Regions from separate parts of the Hordeum vulgare genome. Here all the other regions are linked to region 2. Evidence: chromatin contacts called from public Hi-C data. All regions are on one chromosome and are shown on one strand. The core of a region is the stretch at or near the end of the contact, and the rest is flanking DNA. Distances in the headings are between cores, read along the strand shown. Region 1 has its middle 220 kb from the start of LOC123441724. Region 2 holds the start of LOC123439900. Region 3 holds the start of LOC123443716. Region 4 has its middle 140 kb from the start of LOC123441724.

What was found. Hi-C and Micro-C count contacts between places; a contact is called where the count stands out from the background.
Region 1: a Hi-C map of seedling shows a contact between it and region 2, with 2.1 times the contacts expected there. The contact joins the enhancer-like site here to the promoter of LOC123439900 in region 2. A contact is called at or near these places in 1 of 6 Hi-C or Micro-C datasets (seedling) and 1 of 1 datasets of contacts at active chromatin or transcription factors (embryo).
Region 3: a Hi-C map of seedling shows a contact between it and region 2, with 4 times the contacts expected there. The contact joins the promoter of LOC123443716 here to the promoter of LOC123439900 in region 2. A contact is called at or near these places in 1 of 6 Hi-C or Micro-C datasets (seedling) and 1 of 1 datasets of contacts at active chromatin or transcription factors (embryo).
Region 4: a contact with region 2 is called in a Hi-C map of leaf, with 2.1 times the contacts expected there. The contact joins the enhancer-like site here to the promoter of LOC123439900 in region 2. A contact is called at or near these places in 3 of 6 Hi-C or Micro-C datasets (all in leaf).

What each region holds. Positions count from the first base shown.
Region 1 is chr3H:310,360,023-310,362,741 of MorexV3_pseudomolecules_assembly, reverse strand. No RefSeq gene overlaps it. Among protein-coding and RNA genes, the nearest start is that of LOC123441724, 220 kb to the right of the region's middle. Within about 2 kb of position 1,326, at least 3 of the 3 cell types and tissues checked have open chromatin away from gene starts, as enhancers often do. A contact at or near this core is called in seedling, where this site is marked.
Region 2 is chr3H:311,162,565-311,165,307 of MorexV3_pseudomolecules_assembly, reverse strand. It overlaps LOC123439900, which reads left to right and starts at 1,368. Exons shown (of 2, transcript XM_045116522.1): 1 at 1,368-1,720; 2 at 1,905-2,743. The coding sequence starts at 1,576.
Region 3 is chr3H:311,973,121-311,975,882 of MorexV3_pseudomolecules_assembly, reverse strand. LOC123443716 reads left to right here and starts at 1,492. Exons shown (of 3, transcript XM_045120213.1): 1 at 1,492-2,172; 2 at 2,266-2,371; 3 at 2,679-2,762. The coding sequence starts at 2,005. LOC123443717 (a long non-coding RNA gene) reads right to left here and starts at 1,344. Exons shown (of 4, transcript XR_006630796.1): 1 at 1,135-1,344; 2 at 900-1,021; 3 at 761-813.
Region 4 is chr3H:310,287,816-310,290,589 of MorexV3_pseudomolecules_assembly, reverse strand. No RefSeq gene overlaps it. Among protein-coding and RNA genes, the nearest start is that of LOC123441724, 140 kb to the right of the region's middle. Within about 2 kb of position 1,434, at least 2 of the 3 cell types and tissues checked have open chromatin away from gene starts, as enhancers often do. A contact at or near this core is called in leaf, where this site is marked.

The DNA.
Region 1 (2,719 bases), core at 77-2,576, 800 kb after region 2:
ATCCACCATATTTCCTAATTAGTCTCACGATTTCTTAACTTTCTCCGAAGACCGACACTCAAACCGACACTTGACTAACCAACCAATCGTCCTTGACCGTGGACACGGCTACTCGAATAGTTTTGGCTCTGCAGAGGGTGTACTCTTTAGCCACAGCCGACGGGTTTCGATAGTCAATCGGACTTGTCCGACGTACGGTATTTTAGAAGTAAACACTCAGAACCAGTACACACCCATTTTTCTCCTGGGAAGACCGATATCACTCGGACTACGTTGCCACAGAAAAACCATAAGATGGAGAGGCTCCCACGTCAACTAGCATGGGATCAAATTTATACCGCACGCTACAAGAGGAGAGCTCTTCCCCTCTCGGTCCCAGACCGAAAACACCCATGCCCCCTATCTGGATGACTGGATTTAGTCCAGTGCCCCGGATACCTTCATCCCGACCTGTCTACTTGGTGTGTACCTGGTAATTGGTTTACGTCCTACTGAACCATATTCCCTTTCAGGAAGACATGTGGCAGCACAAAGGGTTAAGGTGAGATACTGACAAGACTCGATCTACGGTCGACTCAGGAGGTTTAAATTATTCCTTGCATGATTAGCACAATCAAAATGTTTTATCACCGCAGACAGATTCACTACCTATCGTACCCCAACATGCCTCGCTGACCACTCTCGTCCCACGAGATGTCAGTCCCAAGGTCGTGTTTTCCATGAGACACCGACTCTCATCGTATCCTAACAGGTAGACATGTGTGGTAGGAAGATGTGACTGTTGTCCCATGCTTCTCAATCATGCAACAATTGGACTTTTAAATCATTAAGCCACTTGCATGATTGTCACATGAAATAACACCACTAGTTTAACGTAACCATAATGTTTTTATCATCAAGCAACCCACACACAACCCAGATATATGTAGGTTCGGAATGCTTGCCTTCCAAGTGTAGAGAAGTAGGCTGCACTCCAAAACTTTTGAAGTTTTTCTCCTCTCTCCATAGCCTAGTTTGATTCTAATTAACACACAATTTAAAAACGGTATAGAAAGTTGTCTTTGAAAATTTTCAAATAAACACTAAAATAAACTAGATGAAATTTGAAAGAGGTAAGAAAAATAATCAACTCATTTGTACTATTATTTTTGAAACTAGGGCTAGTCAAAATCTAGTCAAAGTTTTGTCTTAAAAACAAATCAGCAAAAGAAGACGTTTCAGCTGAAATATTCTTTCCGGCTACGAAAACGCACTTACCTCAGTGTGCTTACTTAGAGGGACGGCACATCGGCTCAACTGCGCCATTGGGGTAACAGTTGGCTCACCGGTAGGTGGGGTCCACCTGTCGGATTCATCTCCCTCCTCCGTGGGCGCCTGGACAGAGAACATGGCGAGTCCGGCGACGATTTGCAGCGCCACGCGACACCACCCTCAATGCCAGGCCCATCCATGCGCTCAAGGGAACTACCCGCACCGCATGGAGGGGGAACTCATGGTTGGAGAGTTTTGGGTTGTGTACGACCTTGGAAATGGCGGACCGAGCTTCGGTCATGGAGCAAGCTTTGCTCACTGCGGCTCTGCTGCCAAACTGGAGGGGGAAATGGGTCCATGGGGTCATGGGGGTTCTAACGTAGAAGGAGAGAGGCAGGGAGGGGCTCTAGTTCGCTCAAATTTAGTCGAGAATGGCGGAGGCCGAAGCTACAGTCGGTGGAGAACGAGACGGACTCGGGCGGAATTGGGGCAAGAGAAGGCTTGCTATGGCTACGAGGAAGGGTTGCGATGGCTAGAAGGGCTCGGGGTGCATCTACTTATAGGGCCTCGAGGTCGGTCTGAGGCGATGGCGATAAGAAAGCCGGCCGACCGCGTGTGGAACTACAGGGACTCGCGGCGACGCAGGGGGTCAAACAGGATTCCGGCTGGCTGTCTGGCTAGCGGACTCGATGGCTTTGGATGCAGGGGGAGCTAGTGAGTAGAGGTGGCTCGGGCGGTGGTGTACTCGCCGGGGCAGCCGTTGCTGGCATCGGCTGCCAGCACGGTTGCAGGAGGTGCAGCAAGTGCCAGAAGTGTCAGCAATGAGGAGATGCACGCTGCCAGTGCATGGGTGAGACTGGAAACAGTGCAGGTGGGCGCGGCGTCTACTTCACAACACATGCAAAACGAGCGCTCTCGGCGTGCTCTGGGTGTGTACGGTAGGTGTTCGACCAAATGCCACTATAGGCTAGAGGATTTGGTTTGAGGTGTGACTTAATAGGATGGCTAGGCTTGTTACTCAAGCTCTCATGGACATGTTGGTTTGGCAGGGAAAGAATTTCCAGAATGCAGTTTAAAAAGTATGCCAGTTCAGGTCATGCACCTAGAGTGTTTGGTAAAATGCCAGGGGCCTCTAGGTATTCTTGTTAGCCACCAAATTTTCCAGGTTGAGATTTCCTTGGAAGCTAACAGAGATGGCTAGGTTTATTTTTGCAAAACAGAAACTTCCTAGTGAAATTTTTGCAAAAGTGCATTCTTGGACACAAACAAAATGATGTTATAACATGATCTCAAACAATTCCACTCGGGCTGAAACTCTCGACTTATGGGTTTTGTAGGGTCCTGTGTAAGTAGTAAAATTTTCAAAAGCTTTGGGTAAGAAAATAATATGGTTGCAGTGCAAACTGCAAATCTTGTCCAGAACAGAAAATAAGAAGTGGTGCTCAAAATTTTCAAAACACTAAGGCGT
Region 2 (2,743 bases), core at 119-2,618:
CGATTTTTAAATATAAGTCCTTTTAAAGATTTTCTAGAAAACTGCATACAAAGCAAAATGAATGAATCTACATTATAAAATATGTTTATATTCATCCGTATATAATTTTTTAATGAAACCTTTAAAAAACTTATATTTAAAAACGGAGGGAGTAGAATCCAAAGAAATCTCTCATCCTAGATGATAGGATTGGAAGGACTCACACATAAGTACTGTACATAACGGTGACGGAGCGAGGAAAGAAATCTAGAGTGTGCACACCTTAAGGAAAAAAAACTCAACCTAATCTTGTGGGCTAAATTAGTATGTAGGTACTAAACAAAATTTCTAAATTCTGGATGGGTCATAACCTACCGTGCCTACACGCTAGATCCGCCACTGGTACATAAATATGGAGTGCCTAGAGGCCACCAGACTGAAATAAAGTAATTAAATTAGTCGATTTGTTCTTGACAGTCTGATGCAAGAAAAGAAGGGCAAAAAGTGGTGTTCTTCAACCTCCCTATCTCCTTGTCCATCCTCTTCCTTAAACCGAACGCTTGTCTAACCGCCTGCGCGCCTCCGGAGCCCACGTCCGATGATATTCCCGTGCCAGCCTTCCCCCGGCCCTCCCATCACCACCAGTCATCGCCGTGCTCACCTACGTCCTTGCATCCCATGCTGCTAACATTCGCCTCTGCCTGCTCGTCACTGGCTATGACTTCTTCCTGTCCGAGGCCTTGCCGGCGTCCCGTGGCGAGCTACGGCCTTGCTACGCTCAACCCGACGGTGGCGACGGTGCTACGCCTCGTTGCATGCTTCCTTCTTCCCCTAACCGACTGACCCAAATTACGGCCTCTCTTCCTAAATATTAGTTTTTATAGAGATTTCACCAAGAGACTACATACAAAGCAAAATAAATGAATTTACACTCTAAAGCATGTTTATATACATAGTCTTTCAGTGAAACCATTAAAAGTTTTTATATTTCAGAATGGAGGAATAAGGCAACTTTACCTTTAGGTAAAATGACATAATTAATGTACCAGTAGTACTGTAGTTGTATAATTGAGCCCTACCTCCTACCTACACAGCCCTAGACATATGAGAATAGACCAGTACCCTGCTAACCGATAAGTAAAAGCCCTATGCATGTTAGCAAGCTTATATTTCAGAACCCACATAATCAAGAGCATTAATATGGAGACACAACATAGTGAGTGATAATAGGCAGTAGCTAGCTGTGGTGTGGCTATAGCTAGATGTGTGCATCGCTGCAGTGTACAGACAGACAGTGTGTCAAGTGTGAGGACCATCGAGGTAGTATATGTACTCCACTAGACAGTACAGTACAGCAGCACCATAGGTGCAACCATCTATTCTTTGGCTTGCCTCTTTATAATTATATATATATAAGAGCCTGCTTGCTTTACCCTCCGGCCTGCAGCCTTTTGCTAGAGAGAGGAGAGCAGTAGCACACACCCCCCCACACACACACACACGCTGCGCGCAGGGCCTTAAAAGTAGCTTCAACACTGCAGGCATCTTGTCTTATTGCGCCATTAGCATCTTCCTCCTCGAGCGAGCTAGTGTTTAATGCGCGAATGCTCCTCCCTCTGTTGCTCCAATATATCCACACGCACACTAGCCAGCCTAGCATCACCACCACCACCGCCACCAGCAGCAGCAGCAACAGCGGCAGAGTGCTCCCCTCGGCTTACTTGCGTCCCATTGATTAAAGGTACGTACGCGCAATTTGATCGATCGATAGTTGCATGTGCTTCATCAGATGGGCCTCACACAGATCATATATATATATATATATATATATATATATATATATATATATATATATATATGCTGGCTAGTTTCTTGGATTTGGATGTATAGCTCATATATACCGGATCTCTTATTAACTACTGTAGGTGGCAAGATGGATCCTGGCTTGTGCAACGACATGATCCTAAGCGAGATCGCGTGGAACAGCGGCGGTGGTGCGGCCGGTGATGTCGTTAATGTTATGGACGGGAGCGGCGCCATGACGGTGCTGGAGAGGCTGGTGCTGGACGAGGCGCTAGCGGCCGCGATCATGGAGCTGCAGGGCATCCAGGTGCCGTGCGGAGGAGGCAAGGCGATCCCGGCGCCGATGGCCGCTGGAGGCGGCGGCCTCGCATTCGGCGCTACGGGAACGGGAACGGGACCCGTCACGCCTGCCTACGCGGAGGTTGACGGGATTGTCTTGCAGCGACAGCAGCATCAACATGGCCATCAGGGCGTGATGGGGATGCCTGTCGACTACGACCTCGTACCAGCACCACGAGCTGTCACGTTGGCTACTGTACCAGCTGCAGCACCTTCCTTCACGAAAGGCGCGGCTGCCGCCGTTGACCGCGCCGGCATCGTCGATGCGGCCGTCTTCCACACCGGCAATAAGGCGCCGGGGACGACGAGGCAGTGGGACCAAGCCAATGGTGCTGCCAAAAGGCAACGCCGGTCAAGTAGAAAGAGGAGAGCCGCCGATGCACCATGCCCGGCGGCCGACGGGCACTCCCAGTCGCAGGAGAACCCTCTCTGCAGCCTCCTCGCGTCCACCAGCACCGGAGATGGCGGCATCCAGATTGCGTTCAGCACCGGCGGCGGTGCTGCGCCGTGCTCCAAGCGGACGAAGCCGTCGCTGACGCTGAGCAGCACCTCGTCCAGCATCAGCTTTGACGGCAGAAGCTCCGTCAACAACGGCTGCGACGACGTCCCTCGGTACGAACCG
Region 3 (2,762 bases), core at 243-2,742, 810 kb before region 2:
ACGTCGTGTTATATTTGGAAAAGCATTAGTGTTCTATTTTGGGAGAGCTAACTTGTTGCATTCCTACAAGGAATTTCTCCTAGAAATTTTTAAAAAATACAACGTTCATCTCTGCTCTCAAGAGAAATGGACTTCTCAATAGTTTCAAAAACATGCAGGAATTATAATTGCTTGTGAATCTCTCCATAGAGGTGGAGATGACATAAGTATTGTGAACTGGAAAAGAAGTAAATATTTATAGAGCTAAATGGATAGATAATTATTTGTTGCAGACAAAGAAATAACATCATTAAATTGTCGAGAAATATAAATTAGGACTGCATGCCCAAGCGATGCCTATAAGTACAATTGGTCTGTCACTTCAGAATTCATCCACAAGATTCATACATGTACTGCTAAACTGTAGTAGCATGGAAACTTTTCTAGCTCACTTGTGTGCATTAAAAGAATCTTTATTTTGCCACTATACAAACGTTAGTCTTCAAGTGGAGCGTAAAACATAAATAATGTAACAACTATGCATCAAAGAAATCAATTACCATCACTTGTCATTCATAAAAAATATAAATCATCTATTGGGTTAGAGCACCGCATGAACTCAGAAGAAGATTAATCACCAATCTCATTGGTCATTTGCCCGAATTTTCATTCGTCTACAAATAATTACATATGACAAAAAATATTAAACAGGTTACTGAAACTCATTACGCATCTGAAACCATTTAAATTTCAGGAAACAATGTAACAAGTAACATCATACATTGCAATGTGGGCCATGAGATTTCGCCATCATGATTGAACCCTGACAGGTTGCTGTCATTGCACACATGAACATGTGTTAGTTATCGTATATTGCAGCCGGCAACAGAGCATGATATTTTAAATAGAGAGCTTCTTACACTGATGTTCCACAGCACGCCACACCAGGAGCAGTAGCTCGGGCATGCCCCGTCGCTGGACCTGTCATACAAAATGTTGCGAACACCGTGGAAGGATTTATTGATCTCTAGCAGCGTTCGTCCTGAAAACTTGCAGAATCACAGTTGATTAGTAGAATCAGCAGCAACAAAAGAATATGACATCATGATAAATCGAGTTAACCGAGGCACTTTTGTGCCGCTTCATTGGTCATACCCTTCAGGAGCACTTAACCATGTGTTTTGCAATGCAACTACAAGATCACATGTAGGTGAGCATGAATCCCAAGTTGATTCAGGCAGCCATAGTCGAGGCAGCACGGAGTAGGGGCGTTGACCTGCCGATGAGGCCCCGTGATCCACGAGAGTCAAATCCCCTCGTCGTGTCGCTGTCGTCCGTGTCCAGTTCTCCAGAGTCGTCACTGCCTTAAGCGATCCCCCTCCTCCCACTAGCCTTTCCATCGTTCCACCGATTTTTTTTTCAATCCCCCATAAACCAGACGATAAACCAGCAGATTAGTTTAATAAAAACCCCTTAGTACATCGTCTTCTATGGCTAAAAGTCTTCCCACAGGTCCTCCCACCGTCTCAACGCCTCACCCACGACGCTCACGATCGCCCACGCCGCCGCCCCGCCGCCCAGGTTCCCACCTCCATCACAACTCCCCGCAGCACCGCCGCCGGAGGGCCGGCCGGCAAACCCGCACGGCGCCCAAGGGGAAGGTGACGGCACGTGGCAGTGTGGCGGTCTCGTTCCCCTCCCGCCCCACCCCACCAACCCCCTCCAACATTGGGACACCACCGGGTCCCCCCTCCAACGCCGCCTCCCTCATCTCCGGTGACGGGATCTGGCGAAGCTCCTTCCCCACCCCGCCGCCGCACCTCACGCCCGTCTCCTCCGGCCAGCCTCCGCCCGCAACGTCCCCCCTCCCGTTTTTAGAAGGGAAGGGAAGGGAAGAGAAGAGGGAGAGCGAGCAGGTGAGGCGACGACCATGGCGCTCGCAGATCCGTCGGCCCCGTCGTACGTCCTCGGCCGCGCGTGATTCTGCTTAGTGGCGTGACGGGGTGCCTGCTCCGCGCCCACGCCATGGCCGTCTCGGGACGCCGCCATCGACCTTGGACCACACCCCGCCGCCATGGATGCACAATTCTCCTCACCCGGGCCATGTTCTTCTTCTTCTTCTCTCTCTCTCCCCTAATGTGTTTCGATTTGGTCCTGATGTGTTTCGATTTGGTCCTGATGTGTTTCGATTTGGTAGGCCTGCCTCTTCTTCTCTCTCTCCCCCTAATCTTGCTGCTCAGTTAGTCAACAAATGAGATGTTAAGATAGTTCACCTGGTGTGAACAGGTCGACGGCAGTGGCAGCAGGCGGCGCATGCAGGGCTCGGGCAGCGCCCCGACGTCTCACGCACGAGCTGCCTTTCGAGCTGCTACAGGTCGGCAAGCTGAGCAAGGTAGTCAATCCTTCACATGCATGTTTATTTGGCATCCTGTAGTCAATCCTGTACGAGTCCTCTTTTGTCAAGATGTATGTGGTAATCTGTAGTCCTCTTTTGTCCTGTAGTTAGCTGTATGTGGTAATGTGCAACCAACTGTATCTAATTTCTTGTACTGCATGATTATTACTAACTAACTAACTGTATGTGGTAATCTGCAACTAACTGTATCAACTTTGGCTGCATGTGTGTTAAAACAGATTACCATATTTGGCAAATAAAGTTGAACTATACTTATGCTTACTTCTGCTGCTCTAATTTATAGGTAATGGAAGTGTGCCTTATATTAATAGGATGAGCATGGATGAAACCAGAAGGAGGGGCAATGGCAACCTCGACAATGAAGATG
Region 4 (2,774 bases), core at 185-2,684, 870 kb after region 2:
TCAAAAAATCGAAAATTATCCATTTTAAACATAGGTAAAAATCGGTACAAATCTATACTAACAATGGGTCTTGGGTCGTACTTTCTAGATGAGCCATGGTGTTACAATAAAAGAACAAGAGATCCACACACGATAGCACTACTATTAAGGGCGGACCTATGCCTCCCTTATAGGGAGGCGGTAGGAAGCCCCACCCGCGTGGAGCTTCTAGTGAGGCCATTGGTCGGTCAGTCCAATAGGACGAGGGTTCGCCACGCTCACGTCATGGTATTTTTTATTTTCTATATTCTAAATGGATATATATTTTAAACATAATTACATTAAAAATGAATTTTAAAAAATGTGAATACAATATAAAATTGTTATACAATTAAAAAAATGTTGATATCTTTCAGAAAAAATGTTCGTCACATTATTAAGATGTTTGTGCGTTTCAAAAAATTGTATGTCAAATGTGTATGGAATATTAAAGAATCTTTGACAAGTATAAAATAATGGTTTCCCCTAAGAAGTATAAACTATTTTTCGTAATATTATAAAATGTACATGCCATTTTGAGTAAATACTCTCTTGTTTCGAATTAATGTTTGTGACATTTATAAAACATAAAAAATGTTTATTACCATTACGAAAATGTGTGTGACATTTTAAAGGAAATATTCACGTGTTTTGAAAAACAATGTTCGTGAGAATTTAAAAACTGTATATGCAATGTAGAAAGATGTGCTCGTAGGTTGGAAAAAAGGTTTATTGCCATTAAGTAAATGTTCAGTGTGTATTTCAAAAACTATTTTACAATAGATTCAAAAAATGTTTCATAACATGTGTTTACCAAAAAATGTACATCGTGTATTCAGGCAATATACAGTGTCAATAAAAAAAATTGTTTCACTCATGCATTGGAAATATGCACTATGCACTGAAAAAACTGGACATATGTTTAAGGAAATGATGGAAGGCATGAAGAAACGTAAAGAAAACCAAAGTATAATTAAGAAACAGAAAAAAATCATAGAAGAAAAAAATATAAGCAAATAAAATATAAAAACCAAAGAAAAAAATTGTGCATAAAATACATAGAAACAAAGAACAAGCAAATAGGAGAAAACAGAGAAAGAAACAAAAAAAAGCTTAAGAAAACCAAAAAGTAAAGAAAATAAAAACCAGTAAAAACAAGAAAGAAATGAAGAAAACAAGTGCAATAACAAAGGAAAGGAAAAAACAATAGAGAAACTAAGAAAACCGAAATGAAAACAAAATAGCAGAAAAAAGTCAAAGCGAATGTAGCCACCATGGAGCTAGTGACGCGAGCAAGCGAACAAATGTATGAAGGAAAAGGTTTATTATCAACCGGATGAAAACAAGAGAACGTAAGCCGCGCCCCCTCGTGAACACGTGTCCCTGTTGACCCGTTACGTCCAACCTTATCTTCATGCACACTCCGCCACTCATCCCTTTTCCTTTACCTTTTCACCTTTCCCATTTCTCTTTCACACACGTTCACACACAGGCATTCCTGCTGCTCCGAACTAATGGAGGAGGACGACGACAGCTCCTCATGCATCTCCGCTGCACAACTGCGTTGGAGCATCCGCCATCGCCGTCGCGCTGCGTTGGAGCACCGCCCCCCGGTGTTACGTTGCAGTGAAGATTTTTTGTCGGCAACCATCGAAGGTGCTGCGATGAAGCTTCGATGAGGCAATGGTGCGGCCACGGAGCTCCGCCGAGCGATGGCACGCTACAGTGAAGATTTCATCGACGACTATCGTGGTGCTGCGATGGAGCTTCGACAGGGCAGCGGTGCGGCCATGGAGCTCCGCCGCACGATGGGGCGTTGTAGTGAAGCTTTCACCGGCGACCTCCTCGGTGTTGAGGCGGTGCTTCAACGGGGCAGCGGTGCGGCACTGCAGTGAAGCTTTCGCCGGCGATCGCCTCGATGTTGTGATGGAGCTTCAACGATGACAGTAGTGCGGCCATGAAGCACCACCGCACGGCGGGTGGCGTTCAAGTGAAGTTCTTTTTTGCCGGCAGCCATCAAGGTGGTGCTATGGAGCATGGCATCGATGCCGGCGGCCGACGGGGGTTGCGATGAAGCACTGGTGGAGCAACGCCGCAGCAGCGTCAGCACTGCACTGAATCATCGACGGCGATGTCCAATGCTACGATGGAGCGCGAGCCACGCTGGTGTTTGGGGCTGCAGTGAAGCGTTGTCGATGATCGTCGGTGGAGCATCCCTATGCGCCGACGAGGGGTGCAGCTCCTGCTGCAAGCTGGGCGGCGCTGCTTCCTATGGTGAACTTGCTTTGGTTACTTCTCTGTTGCGGCAGCGATGAGACAAGGGAACGACCCCGCGATATGGTGTTGACTGAATTCAACGATGACGAACGCAAAATCCGATGGCCAGAATCCAACTGATTTCTCTAGGAAATCAGTCGGTAGATCCGCAGCACGTGCCACGTACGAAAAGGTGGCCGACCCAAAATCTCTCTAGCGCAAAGAAGAAATCTTCACGCGAGCGTACTATAGAACTCGGTGTAAGCCAGATATAATCGTCACGCTAGTAGTACCTCTGGTATCAGGTACGGTCGAGCACTTTTCCAAACCTAGGCCGTGAAATCAGACGCGGATTGCAATCGCCTCATTTCCATGGGCCTTAAATATGGTGAAAACCTGTCTAGCGTACCGAGGGGTCTTTTTTTGAAATAAATTTAAAAAAAATGCAAGTACCAATGTCAAGTCTAGGACTTGAACTCTGAAGGACAGGGGATTCTACA